Linked DNA regions of Zea mays: region 2 is linked to region 1. A link is a contact called in public Hi-C data. All regions are on one chromosome and are shown on one strand. The core of a region is the stretch at or near the end of the contact, and the rest is flanking DNA. Distances in the headings are between cores, read along the strand shown.

Region 1 (4,390 bases), core at 1,266-3,765:
TGGCAATTGGCATCACTGCGGACCATTGGATTATTACATGTTACATCATCATCTTCACTTGAAGATCTTGAGCATGAGCTTTCTGTTTGCTTCTTGCCCATCATATTATTATGCTTTTTCACATGTGAGAGCTATGCCTTTGCTTAATGAATTGGCTTCTTTTTTACCCATCTTTCATGATCATAAGCTATTGTAGCAAAAGGAGCTTTAAAACATGCTAACTCAACAAGATCACCACGAATCCAATCTTCAACATCGCATGTTTGAGGGACACTAGTAATGGTGGCAGTGTATTAGGATTGGAAACCAAAGAATTATTAGTACCCACCACAATTGTTGAAGGATCTACTTGACTCTTATAAAAGCTCATTAGCATGCTATAGGAGAAATATACGATCTTATTAGGAGTCGATGACGCTAGCATAGAGCAACTAGGTACAGTAGGTTCGTCATTAATCAGTTTCATAAAGAGCGACATTATGTTGAATAACAGTAAATTGATTAATAAAATTTGCCTCATGTTCTTCCATCCATTTTTGCATCAGCTTAACTTGATTCGAAGTAAACACATCAGAAGGAGGCTTGCATACAAATGGTGTTACCTTGGATCCAGAGGTAGATGGGAGCTCGGAGTTGTAAGTCTGGATACTGAGAGGCTTGTGTTGTTCAGCCACCTTACTTGAACGGCCCTTGAATCAGAAACTTGCTAGTGTAGCTGCCACATTAGAAGTGTTCTTCTTCTTTAACTCCTTGTGAAGCCTCTCTAGGAGCTTACCGATAGTAGTGGGATAGAGGATGTTCTCCTCATTGGACACGTCGGTAAGGTCCCTCTTCCCATTGTTAGATTGATCTCCATCCCGAACAGAGTCACTAAAAGTGCATTGACACCGAATTGAGATCTAAATCACACACCAGCAAGAGTAGCATTGCCCTAGGTTGCAATCAATCTATCCTACTCGGCAAGCAACTCTAACAGCTCCTTGGAGGACCCCATGGGGAGATGCATGGCTAGGGTTGACAATGCCACCTAGAACACCAATGAATCTCGATAGATGCAACAAACAACGTAACTGGAGGTTTAGGAAAAAAAAAGATAAAACTTGAGGTCAGGGCGGTTAGCGGGGTTGGGCACCGTTCTTTTTTTAATGCCTGACTACAAATTCTAAATATGTTTATAAAGACACCTTTTCAATGCTCTGACCATTTTCGGTCGTGAACACAACAGTGAACGTAAGAGTCGGTGCTGAGCGTATCGAACACATGGCCGGCCGACGAGAGCTCGCCGTCATGGCTGGATCATGCGTGCGTGCGTCCGTCCATGTACATCCATCCGTTCCCAGAGGCGGGCGAAGTCGACAGGCATGGAGCCAAACACGAAAGCAATGTCGACAGGCATGGGTGCACGCAACGCAAGCATCCCGCCGAAGCAGCAGCAACATGAGGAAGCAGTACAAGGCGCTTGCATCGAAACAGCAAGTCGCCAAGCGGGCGCGGACAAGCGTACTCAGCGGGTAAAGCAAAGCAAAGGAAGAAAGAATAAGCATTATTAGAATTTAATAAGCCTCTCCGGGTACAGCTTGAATTGATTGAAGAGCTCTTCCTTGCCTGTTGTTCGTCCGTGCTAATCAACAAAACCAAACCAATTAAAACGATTATGTTAAGCGGCGGCGGCCGTGAGACACGCAAACGAGCATTGCAGGTTGCAGCTAGCAGCAGCAAAGGCCAGGCGCCCAGGGCAGACAGCGTACGCCAAGGACGACGCGACGACATGGAAAGGACGAGCAGAGGAGCGACGAGAGCTGAATGCCATCGCGACACGTCGACGTACGGGCTCGCGGAGGAAGGACGACGGCTGAAGCTGAATGCCATTGCCATCACGACACGTCGACGGGCTTGCAGAGGAACAGCAGCGACGACGGCTGCTGCTGCTGTCTCCCGCGCGCACCCGCGCCGGCGCTGGGCCCCGCCGCTCCCCCGCCGCCGCCGAGGCGCTCGTAGCAGTCGATGGAGAAGAGCGAGAGCGAGAGGGAGAGCGACAGGTGGTGCGCCCGCGCCGCCTGGGCCTGGGCCTGCGCCAGCCGGTCGAGCGCCGGGCCGAGGCAGAGGCGGTAGAGGCGGCGGTACCCGCCGAGCGCGGCGACGACGGCGCGGGTGGCCGGGCCCGCGGCCGCCGCAGGTGGCGCGGGGCCGACGTGGCGGAGGCACAGCGCCTCCCAGACGGCGTCGCGGCGCGCCACGGCGGCCCACAGGCGGCACACGCAGGCGGCCGCGGCCAGCGAGCGCCCGTCCAGACGCGCCAGGATCTCGGCCAGGATGTCGGCGTTGTCGTTGATGTTGTAGCCGCCGCCGCCGCCGCCGTCAGGCAGCTGGATGCGCAGCTCCAGCTCCGTCACCTCGCCTGCGCCTCCCATCGCCGGCCGCTGTGTCCTCGGCACGTACGTAGTACGTGCAGAGGCAGGGGAGGTGACTGAGTGAGCAGCAACGAGCAAGGCACGCTCTGGAAGTGGAGTGGAGTGAGCGGCTGCGGGCGGAGAGCGTATATATAGGGAGACGGCGGGGTTTTGACTCTGTTTCTACGCGTCGCGTGTGTGGGGTGGGGCGCCCCCGAAAAGGCGATTAATAAAGAGAAAGCTACCAGGGTTCCAATGGCAGTCGCCGTGGAAGCTGAGAGCGAGCGAGTCGTCTGGCTAATTAATCGCCCCCGCCCATGTCAGACAGTCGGGGACACCGTCCGATATCCGTAATGAAAAAAAAAGGATCCAAAGGGTGAGATGGGGCCAAGCGGGCCGGGCCAAGGGGGCGTGGAGATGCGCGACGTACGTTGCGAGGGATTTCTTTCACGCTCGTTGCCGAGGAGGCTGAGCGGCGAGGTAGGGACCGAGAGGCACGAGCACGACCAAGCGCTGTTGGCTACTAGTAGTAGCCAAGTAGCCATAGCGCGTCCAGCCTCCAGCTGCGCCTCCCGGACCGGAATCGGGGTTGCGCCACCGTTCGCAAGCATGCGCGTGTGGCGACGCACCCGTGCCGTGCGCTGCCCCGCCATTTGTCATGACTCAAGGGGCACGCATACGAGTTCACGACGATGTCGTCCGAAATAAACCATGCACACGCGCGTCGACCTGTTTGTGCTTATCCGTTTCACCCGCTAATGATAATATAATAATGATGTGCTATTTTACCAAAGAATCGAAATCATCTCGAAAGCATTTTAGTAAATAAGTGTAAATTAATAATGTAGATTCGTTGTCGTAAACTTATATTAACTTATTTTTTTTAGAAATGTGTAAAGTTCGATTGTGTTTTTTTCTGTTTAAAATAAATCTGTCATTTCTGGAATGACGCATAACTCAGTGATATACCGCACACGTGGCACACCCCGTTGGAAATTCTGGTTTCTAGAACCAATATCTTCAAGTTACCTAATTGGGTGATGCGTGTGGTTGTGCATGCTTAATGCCTTTTTCTTCTTCCGTCCACTTCACACACCCCCTTTTTATTTGTACCGCATGATTGTTTTAGCCTTTTTGACTTGTTATATAGTCCATGTCTTCTCCCGTTCTCCGCAATGTCACGCGTCAGCTTTCCGCTAGTGGCGAAATCCAATGTTTTTTTTCGTTCCAGGTCTTAGTAAAAGTTACCACACTCTTTATATTTCTCATTATGGAGCTGATATTGTCTGAATAAATACACGAAGGTTTAATTTGGTTCCTTTGATCCATGTATTTGACATAGCGCGGGTGACAGCGTATTTGGGATACTAAGATATGTCATTGTTCATACCTCAAATGTTGTTAAGATACCTTCAAAGATCATGGTAAAAGAAATCATCCCAAGAGAGAAGGTGGAGACTGTTGGACCCATGCTCCCCAAAAGAATAAAACTACATCGATAATTTTGTCATGAAAACAACAATCTAAAACCCTAGGCCCTCGGTATCCCTAGGACACCCTCCTACACTTGAGTTCGATCAACTATCGTCGTACCAACAATAATCTAAAACTCTAGGCCCCATGACACTCGAGGCATCATGACACATATTATATTCTTAGCCGACCAGGACCCTCTACCATCCCTTGAATCTTTAAATTTATCTACTTTGGGTAGTTCAAATGTTCGAGACCTACCCCATAGGACCTGAGGCCTTCCAAGTGGACGAAGGAGCTCCTATAGCGGCTAAGTATGGAGACACCCGCAAGACAAAAGTAATGCAACTACCCTCACTAATAGCATAACTGCCCTCAGAGTTACAATATCATGTTCGATCTTTACTCCTAGCGGTCTTATGAGGTTAGCACTTCGGATGGGTGATATTACGGTCTTATAGGTGCACTTTTGCTATGACTTAGGCAACACACACTCAAGACCACTATTCGATATGTGTCATCGTCCC
Region 2 (4,390 bases), core at 681-3,180, 92 kb before region 1:
ATTTTTATCCACCTGCATCGCCAGATCCCAGATAGACGATGATCCAGTCCAATAAAATAATTCGGACGGACCAAAGCACTTTTGCCTGGCCACAGATGCGCCCAGATCGCCGCCTTCCACGGACGCGTGGACTCCGTCACAGCCACGCTGGCAAGCCTCCGATACGGGCGCGACCATGACGAGGTGTGCCTCCATCACAGGCACAAACTCAGGCGCGACATGGAAGCCGTTGGCCGAGGCCGCAGTCGCAAGCACGAGGGCGCACGGGCTGGTGGCCTGCTGTGCGGAGTGAGACAACGCCTGCTGGACGGTGCATATGACGCGCGACCATCAAGACTATCGTCGGATATTGTTTTCTTCTTGCCGCATTGCCCGTAGTATTTTCACGACGATGCTTTGTTTACCGTCAACAAAAGTAAATCGTCCACCAGAGATTTCATACCACATTTCTTCATCAGCGAACGGAAACGAAGCCTGCCGCGTAGGACAGTTTGGCTAGGCCAAAAGACCTGCCAGCTTGACGAAGAGTTGATGCAGATCTGATCCCACAGCAACGTCGAGGTAGAGCGTGCTGATAACGTGTTGAGAACTACGTTACCACGGATCACCAGATCCGCTCCCTTCCCTCCCGTCAGCAGTAGAGGCGCGAGAAGCTGTAGAGAACCCGTCTCCCTTCCCATAAGCACGACAGAGGAAACACACGAGACACAGGATATATGGTTGGGCCTATGGCCTCTTTCTGATCTCTTCCATATGAGGGGTACATGTTCTATATATAGAGACGTGATTGCCCTCAGGGGCATATTCGGTATTTGCCCACATAACCTTTCATTAGGGTTTCTCAACAATTTTTACATGTCAATACTTGCAGTAGACCGGTTGTACGCCGTCCTTTCTTTGCCGGAGTTTGCGGGCACGTTGTTATGCCAGCTTGACTGACGAGTGAGCAGCATGGGCGGACATGCTGGGGGTACCGTAGCCTTGCCCTGGGCTCCGCAGGCAGTCCGCACAGCCTCTGCTGTTGCAACACGTCGTCACCGGCGAGAGCTCGCCCGGCCACGCCGTACGCCGGTCGATCGGCTGTCCCCTCGCCCTCGGCCCCTCCCTCCCATCAGCGCCAGCCACAACTGAGCGGCTGATGAGCTAGCTAGCTCATGGGCACCTTCTCCTCCCTCTGTACCAAAACATTCAACAGCTTGGATTCGGAACCTTCAGCTTGAACCTATCCTATCCTGGGCGGACAATAATGTGACCATCTCCGTTAACTCTTGCTGGGATAATAATAAAAAAAACCATTTCCCTAAAAAAATTCCCAGCACTAACTAGCACTTTGTGAAGCATTTCAATAGCAAAATAAGGGCCAGCCCAAAAGGGAGAGAAAACAGTCCAACGGCAGGGGGGGTGGTCGGAGCGTGATCCATCCCAACTCAGCGCTGCAATCTAGACTAGGATATATACCGGGCCGGACAGTATCCATCACGGGTGGGGAAGCGATGTTGCCCATGGGTCGCCTGGGCCCCCAGGAGCAATGAATCCCGCAACTAGAATAGAAAGGCCCGGCGCCTCGTCCGCTGCCCGACCGGCGACCGATCGAAAGCAACCAGCGAGCGCCTCGCCCCACTTTCCCCTCCGTCGGAGCGAAACGGGCAGGGCAGAGCAGAGCAGAGCAGTCGTCGCCGTGGCCGTGGATGCAACGCAGCACGGGCATCGTTGGCCGAGGCAGCGGAAAACTGCAGGGAGCAACGGTCTAGCTGCGTGAGGAAACTGCTCTCACCTTTGCTGGAAACGCGACGGGAACGCGCCGGACCGGGGCTCGCTCATTCAAGGCGTCCTGTTTGCCTGCCCTTTTCACGGTAGGTACCAGTCGGGGGTGCACCACCCCCGTCCCCGTTGGATGTTGCTGTTTTGGCCATCTCTTCCAAGCGGGCGCCCCCTGGATCTCAGTCAAGCGAGCACAGTCGTTGGCAGGAACGACGACCCTCGTCCTCTCCTGTCCTGTCCTATGTACTCTGCTGCTGCGCGTGACAGGTACGCGCGCGCATCGGCTCCGCTCGCTTGTCAGATCAGGCACGCCCGAAATGTTGAACGCATGCACTGCACGACGTCTTCCAAACCATGTATCTGCCTCTAGTATGCTCCAAGATGACACTTCCATTGCGCCAGGCTGAAACCCTCTGTTTCTGTTGCGCATTAATGTCGTTTGGAACAGCAGTTGCGTCGCCCCTGACGAGCGGCGGGCATTCATATCAGCCACGAACTATGGTTTAGGGGTGGCCTTTGGGATGTAAATTATGATAATTTTAGAGTATTGTTTGATTCCAGGAATGGGATAGTCTATTATCTTCTCATTCTTCGGTTTCTTGTTTGATTTGTGTAATCAAATAAGTTATCGATCACCACCAAATTTGTTGACATACTCATGATGCACCAACTCACCTAAAATAGATTGATTCTTCAAACCAAACACATTATTAGATATTAAATTGGTAGAGTATCGATCCTATGCTTTTTAAATTAAACAACATTATTATAAATACTAGTATAAGTATTGCTTGCACACTAAGTAGATTCAATAACATGAACATAGATTCAATAACATAAACACATTATTAGATATTAAATTGGTAGGAGTATCGATCCTATGCTTTTTAAATTGGATAGTGATATTTTATAGTTGTAGTGGGGTATAGGGGGGAATATATGGGGAACCGCTGCGAGAAATGAAAAAGTAGGGGATGAAATGTTGATGATGTGACGCAAAAAAGTGATATAGATAAAAAAAATTATGGGTAACCGTTGCGGACAGTCTGACAGGTTCTCTCGGTGGTGTCATCCGTTAAATCGTGCGATATGCATGTCTGAATGTATCAGCATCGCCTGTCATGTACATAGTTCAACCCATCCGCGAACAAGTTCTCTGAATCTATCACGAGTTAGGACAGGGAGCAGGCTTCTTCGTTGTTAACTCCGCGTAGCAACAGCAAACAGCAGCGGAAATGCGGAATGGAGTCTAGTATTGTCTAACGTCCTAATCAAGTCAAAGGGTTTCTGTTATGACAGTAAGTCTGAACGCATTACTACTTTACTATTACTAGCTTGTTAAGTTCTAGGCCATCTACAGCGGAACGTGTATATGAACATGCAAAATACGGTTTTATAATGTAGAATTGTAGATTACACTGTTTATATAGTGAAGTTTAAAATGAGGAGTAAGATAGTAAGTGTGATAAAAAGGTTGTCGAAAATAGTCTGGCTGTCTTTGATAGACCGTGCATATAGTGCGACATTTAGGGTATGTTAGAGACAGGCTAACCTAGCTCCATACATGCATACAGAAGAAAAACATCACAGCTATGTAGAAAGCATGCACAATAACTCTCCACTGGGAGCTTTGGGTCTCTTTGTTTCAGTTTTTTTCCTGAATCTTTTCTAAGAATCTAGTTGTGGGTACAAGTTGGTTGTAGGAGGAATTTGAGTATCATGAAGATTACGCGTGGAGAAATATAAAATGGTTCATAGGGTTTAGAATCTATAAAGTGACGAATTTCTACTCACACAACGACTCGGTAGATTTTATGTTCACGTTAATTTTAGACGCTTTTCATCAAAACGGTTCTCATAAAAACGGACTAAAAGGCTAGACATTTAACAGTCTGCTGCAGTTTATGACGACCAGAAGCTGGAAATAAGTTGAAACAAACCCCACCTTTAAAAGTGGGCAAACACTATAATAATGGCATTCAAAACGTATGGTCCTATGCGTGATTAAATCTAGGATCTTGCCGCCATCAGCATGTTGGTGGAAGGGTGGAGCTTTGCATTGCATCTAGACAAACCCGGACATGCATTCTGCAACGCCCTCGATCGCAGACAGGACCACATTTCGTTTCATTATTACTCCACTTACCACTGTATCTAAGGTGGCTTGAATCTAGATGGACAGTGGTAGCAGGAGTGTGAATATACTACTACAAAATATCTCAATCTTATCTTCAGTAGTCTCTCTACCACTCTCTATCCTACATTCGTACTCTATATATTTTAAACTTCACTTTACAAAAAAATGTAAAACACACTTGTATGCACGAAGTTATTAGAGTTGGCCTTACATGCCCTGCTACTATATAATTGCCGTCTCATTATTGACTGTTGTCCGCTGACGTACGACGAGTATTGTCCCTCGCCCCTTCCCCGGTGAAAACGTCTCATGAATGACTCCCTGTCCATGGCAGCCATTGCTCACTCATGAATGACTTCATAGCAGTGTTGCCACCATTCATGCAGTGTAGGTAGACAGGCGCAAGCACCCAAAGGACGCAGCAGCGTGTACATCTCCACCGTGAAAAGTACTCCGACGACGACATGGCCGTCGGGCATAGGTCAACCTGCC

Evidence for each region. Hi-C and Micro-C count contacts between places; a contact is called where the count stands out from the background.
Region 2: a contact with region 1 is called in a Hi-C map of leaf, with 3 times the contacts expected there. The contact joins the enhancer-like site here to the promoter of LOC100281285 in region 1. A contact is called at or near these places in 6 of 25 Hi-C or Micro-C datasets (endosperm, leaf and root tip).

Annotation. Positions count from the first base shown.
Region 1 is chr1:24,351,970-24,356,359 of Zm-B73-REFERENCE-NAM-5.0, reverse strand. It overlaps LOC100281285, which reads right to left and starts at 2,515. Exons shown (of 1, transcript NM_001372495.1): 1 at 1,547-2,515. The coding sequence starts at 2,411. The coding sequence ends at 1,875.
Region 2 is chr1:24,443,876-24,448,265 of Zm-B73-REFERENCE-NAM-5.0, reverse strand. No RefSeq gene overlaps it. Among protein-coding and RNA genes, the nearest start is that of LOC100502211, 8.6 kb to the left of the region's middle. Within about 2 kb of position 1,930, at least 20 of the 20 cell types and tissues checked have an H3K27ac peak or open chromatin away from gene starts, as enhancers often do. A contact at or near this core is called in endosperm, leaf and root tip, where this site is marked.